Linked DNA regions of Oryctolagus cuniculus: region 2 is linked to region 1. Evidence: chromatin contacts called from public Micro-C data. All regions are on one chromosome and are shown on one strand. The core of a region is the stretch at or near the end of the contact, and the rest is flanking DNA. Distances in the headings are between cores, read along the strand shown.

Region 1 (2,700 bases), core at 79-2,578:
GCGGCCGCCGCCGCCGCCGCCTCCCGGGTCCCCAGCCCCGAGGCCGGGCGATCCCGCCTCCTAACGGACCTGCCTTCCGTCCGCCGGCGCCCGCGCCCGCGCCGGAGCCGCCGCCGCCGCCCCTGCCCGCCCCGGCAGCCGGGCGTCTACCTGCAGCCGCGGCTCCGGCCTGGGGAACCCTCTGCCCTGTACGCACGAGCCCCCGGCCTCCGCCAGCCCTGCGCTGGAGGCGCCCTTCGGGAACTTGAGAAGGGGAAAGTCGGGGTGGGGGCGGTAAGCGGAGGAAGGAAGACGAGGCAGGAGAAGGTGGGGAGGGGGAGGCAGAAAGACAGGCGCGCCAAGCCCCACAGACCCACGTCCAAACTTTCGGAGGCTGATGCCGAGGCAGAGTCATCCCGACCCGGGTGCGGGGGGCGCGGGGCGAGCGGGGACCCCCACCCGGCCGTTGGCCGCACTGCCGCGGAGCTGACAGCTTTCCCCGGCTGCGAGACTGGTCCCCCCGGGCTCGCGGAGGAGACAGACCCCCGAAAAGACAGGAAAAAGGAGAGAAAAACTGCCCGGCCAAACGTGGATGATCCGCCACTTGATCCAAAAGTTAAATCCCGAAAAAAACGCAGCCCCCGAAGAAAGTGGAAAATCAGGTCCCTCGGTGCCCCCTCCTTCCCTCGGCGGAGCAAATCCTTGAGCCAAAAAAAAGAGGGGGAAAGAGATAGGAAAGGGGGGCAGAGCGGAAGAGATGGTCGGGATGAGGGGATGTGCGCGAGCCAGCGCGAGCGAGCGAGGGGCAGAGAGGGAGAGGCGGAGAGGGAGAGGGCGAGAGGGAGCGAAATATCAAAGATTGTGCAAGATCAGGCTGGAAAGATAATCGATACTCGACCTAAATTTAACACAAACTACTCAATAAAAGTTAAAGAAAAAACTTACTTTCCATTTCCCCTGCAGTTCCTACTCGATCTTCGCCTCTTTTTTTGTTTTTGCTTTTATTTTACTTACAGCTGATCACATCCAAGTCAAACGAGAGGGTTCATTAAAAATAAAAAAAATAAAAAAATAATCCTCGAACTTTATTGGGTGAAAATAAAAACGCTGGAGCAGAAAGTGGGGGGCATGGAGCGGTCCTCGGGGGTCCGGGAGGAGTTAAAGCATGTGCCGACCGCGGTCTCGCTGTTTGGTTGTGAAGGGGTTGGGAAAAGGAGGAAAGGAAATGAAAATCCGATATGTCTTTATTCTGCTAATTATTATCGTTTTAGCCCTGTTTAAAAAAATGGCTGATTAAGTTGAGTGCGCATGTCTTTGTGTGTCTATTCCCGATATGCACTCTGGGAATGAGAGAGGAGAGCGAGGGAGAGGGAGAGGGAGAGGGGGGAGAGAGAGAGAGGTGTAATTAGTGAGGTGATCAACATTCCCCAGACTGCAAATGACGCGCAGCCGGGACTCAGAGCAGCCCGGGAGTCTCGCAGCTTCCGAGGCTCGCAGCGCTGCGGCTGGAGCCCGGGACGCGGCGACGGCAGAGAGGACCGGCGATGGGGACCTCCGGGGCTTGCACCCCACGCACCCCTGCGCGCGGCTCCCAAACTTCATTAGACAGACAGACAGACAGACAGACACACACACACACACACACACACGCACACACACCCCAGAGAGGGAAGCAAAATAAAACATAACTGCCGCCAATGCACTGCCCTTTAACCATTTGAGATGTTTATTTTCCACTTTAATGAAGCAAAGTAATTATTGTCCGAGCAGAGATTGGTTTACTGGGAAGCTTTCAAGAGAAATGGGAGTTAAGGTAACCAAGAGCTTTTCTCCGCTTGGTTTATTGCCAGGGACACAGGAACGCACTTCGATGCCGAAATACGGGGGGGGGGGGGGGGGGGCTGAGTAAATATGCAGATGTATGTAAATAAAGGGTGCCTGACTGTGTGCAAACAGAGCTCAACCCTGACTATAGCAAGGGAGGAATGCGCTCTGCATCCTCAGGCATTCTTCTTAAACTCCTATCTTTCGATTGCCTAGGCAGCCCAGGAAATCCAGGGCAAGGGAGATGGAGGTGGTTAGTTTAGGCAAAGTAAACTTCCCAATGAGAGTAAGTGGTGGTTGCAAGGGTGATAGTGGGGGTCCACGTCTAGCCTTTATGTAATGTTCTTGAATATTTTATCAGAATTGCGTAAGTTCAATGTAATAGCTTTAAGAAGACTTAGGGAAAAAAAACCTTTCATCTTTCCAGTCTGTTGAGTTATCTTTCTTGAAGCGCATTATGATGAATTTTAAAACCCCACTACAGATCTCATTAGAATGAAATATACTTGGTATTTTCTGGTGCAAAATTTAAGGTGGCTGATTTCTCATTTGAAAATCTAATTATCTCTTTCCAATATTACAGATGTGAATATGAGTGACACTTTCATTAAAAGATAATTAACTAAAACTAGGAATAGACATACTTTTAAATACCCCCTACTGAAAATGGAATCTATACATACAGAAGTATATATTCAGATAGCATCTTGACACACTGCCACAGCAGAGGTCACAAGGAGACACCATCTATGTAATATTTCAAAAATAGGAATTCTAGGGAGAAAGTGAGAGCAACAAATCAAACGATTTAAAACCAGGAAATACTTGCAATGTCCAGCTTCCTGGACAGGTGAAGTATAGGCTGCTTTTGAGTTGACAGGCCTTTGAAGTTCTGGA
Region 2 (2,901 bases), core at 223-2,722, 350 kb before region 1:
AACTGGAACTGGCTTTCTAAAAATGTCCTTTATGTCAGTTTTTTTTTTGGGGGGGTGGGAGGATAGGGTCCTTTCTCCCTTCTTATAAAAGTTAAGTGAAGCTATCGGCGAGGTGCACATGACTTCCTTCACAACTGCTGCAGGAAAGCTATGCACACTCTTCCTCAGAGATTTGTCTTCTCCGGAACAGCAGTATGCCCTAGGATGATGAGAACTACATATATAATCATAAATTTTCCAAAGCTTTCTCACTTCAACATGTCATCAATAGCAAATGCATTATTTTACATTATTTTTTAATACCACATCTTAGGGATCAGGGGCATGCTTTACACTGAAGATCTCAATTCCGACTAGCTTTATATAGCTAGTGGCCAATAGTATTGAACAGCTGCAACTTTAGGACAATCTTTCCTCCTATCCTTAAGTGAACTTGAACTGTACACCCTATCAGTCTGTAGGTCATAATCTGATTTGAACTGTTGGTTCACAAGGTGGGAAGGCCTTCCACTAAACCAACAGTCTCCTCCTTCTGCCCATTTTTTTCTTCTAAGATCTCTATAATGTATAGAATGCAACCTTCCATGGAGAAATATTAAATCCTACACTTTTTAACCTAACAACAAATTTCAACAGTGGTAGAGTTCATTCGTAAATTTTCTTTTGCCCTGTATGTTTCCCACCCTGAGTTACAACCCTTCCAGGAGTAATTCCTAGACAACAAAAAAGCCTCTTTAAACTGGCGAGTGGGCTCTGGGATGCCTAACAGAAGAGCTGTTGTCAAGGGCTCCTTGAAGACCAGTGGCAGAGGGAGTGGAGCAAAGCACTAAAGCGTCCTTAAAACCTACTACGTGCAGGGCTCTAACAAGTGATTCCAACTCTTGGAACCAACCCACCAGACTTCAGACACACACACTTGCCATCCACACTGCGGAACAAGAAGCCAGTGGCGTGTCTCAACGCCAGCTCCACACAACTGCCTGGTGAGGGCTTTTTCCTGCGTCCAGGCCCAGAAACTCTGACTCGGCTCCCTAGGGTGTCACGACCTGGATGCCCGGGATTCGTAAGAGATACCCACCCCCACCCGGGGAAGGCGACTCGCTTCTGCGGCGGGAACGCTGCGCCCGAAGGCGTCCGGCAAGCTCCACAGGCTCTCGGGCGCCGCTTCTCAGGGCGGACTACCCGAGCTACCACACGCCTTCCGGAGCCCCCAGAGGCCGACAAGCTGCCCACCCGAAGGACACCGGCCCCAAGGGAGGGCAGTCTCCAGGGCCCGCACAACGCTCTCCCCCAGCCCGAGGGCTTCTGTGCCCACAATGCCACCGCCGAGCCCGTCCTCCTTCCTAAGCAACGGAGGAGCGGCGGAAGTGCGGAGTCGCCCCGCTGCCACCCGGCGGCGCCTGTTCGGCGGCCCGCCGCGGCGTCCGCTGGCGGGGAAAGCCCTGCTCTCGAGAGCCCTGGCTTCCCCTGCGGCCCCTTGACACAGCAGCCTCTTCACGCGCAGCACACGACCCCTGGCTGACCGGTTCGTGACTCTCCTGCCAATCAGAGACGGTTTTCCTCGAGCGTACAATAGACCAATCACTGAGCGCGCAGCTTCCTCTTCGGCTCTTCGGCTCTTCGGCCCTTCGGCTCTTCGGCTCTTCGGCTCCTGCAGTTGCAGGCCCGTCGGGCCTGGGCAGCGCGCAGAAGCGCGGTTCTCCTAACTGCAATTTCCCCATTTTTCTTTTAGCCACTTCCGGGTCCCGCATCACTCCGGAAGCCTCCGAGTTCCGGAAGCCTGGATAACCCAGATTCTGCTAGGAAAAGGCAAGTTTCCCAGAGAATGTTTCAGAACACTTGAGTTGCGGCGTGGGCGTTTCGCAGACTCCTAAGGTCAGTGTCTGCCCGCGAAAGCCATAGTGCGGACCTGAGGGCCTGCTCGCCTCTGGGAGGTTGCGCAGTTTCACGACCTTGTGCTTCTCGCTCCTTGCTTGATTTCCCAGGTTTTTTTTGGCTTTTCGTCTTCCGGGAAGACACAAGTCTATTAATTTTGGGAAAGACAATGAAGTGAATATAAACTACCAGAAATGTTTTTAGGATTGCTCCATTAAAAAAAAAAAAAAAAAACAAAAAAAAACAAAAAAAAAACGCACAACTAGAACTGAACCTCGTCTGCATTCCACGAAGTGACTTCGCGGTTCTTTCCCTTGCATTTGGTGATTGAAAGTAAATTACTTTTTAGGAACAACTTTAGAATCATTCAGATCCAAGCCTTCCTTAAAATCTGAAGTTTCATGTAAAATGCTATATTGGGTACCAGAAAAGAAATGAGCATGCATAAGTTTCCAACGTTTTGGGAGACCATTCACTTAAAAGCAGTTTAGGTGTCTTGTTCCTTTATTAGGGGAAGAAGTATTGAGAATTTGCTTGTAAAATACTTGTGTTGAATTGGGTGTATTTTGCACTGATTTATCAACCTGCGAATAAAAGAATCATTAGTATTTCTTTCTTCTAGGTCCTTAAAAGTTAAGCTTTATGTATTTATTTGGTTTTTACTTAGGTTCAATGTACAAACAACGCTTAGTGAAAGGGATTTTCATACAGTGAGACCCAGTTCTCACTGAACGTTTAAGTTGAAAATGTTTTGATATTCTGCTCTGCCATTACAAAAACATTTTTTGACAGTTTCAAGCAATTACAAGGAGACTGAGGCTTCTCTAACACCATAGTGTTTATATAGTCTAAAACCCTCCACAGATGTGTTGCTTTTAGTTAAACTTGAACAGAATGAACTTGAGGAACTGCTATGTTTTTAACCCCTTTATTCTCACCATATTATCAGTTACTTGTATCCAGAAAGATGAGAGTTACAAAATCTTGAACCAGAAAGAGTTTTGGAAAAAGAGACTAGTGGAACTA

Evidence for each region. A called contact is a pair of places that touch in the nucleus more often than the background predicts.
Region 2: a Micro-C map of ear pinna shows a contact between it and region 1, with 4 times the contacts expected there. The contact joins the promoter of PEX2 here to the promoter of ZFHX4 in region 1. A contact is called at or near these places in 3 of 6 Hi-C or Micro-C datasets (ear pinna, psoas muscle and skin fibroblasts).

What each region holds. Positions count from the first base shown.
Region 1 is chr6:102,288,669-102,291,368 of mOryCun1.1, reverse strand. It overlaps ZFHX4 (zinc finger homeobox 4), which reads right to left and starts at 1,328. Exons shown (of 11, transcript XM_070075243.1): 1 at 925-1,328. The region is part of intron 3 of PEX2 (peroxisomal biogenesis factor 2); the gene reads left to right.
Region 2 is chr6:102,642,355-102,645,255 of mOryCun1.1, reverse strand. PEX2 (peroxisomal biogenesis factor 2) reads left to right here and starts at 1,472. Exons shown (of 4, transcript XM_070075247.1): 1 at 1,472-1,809.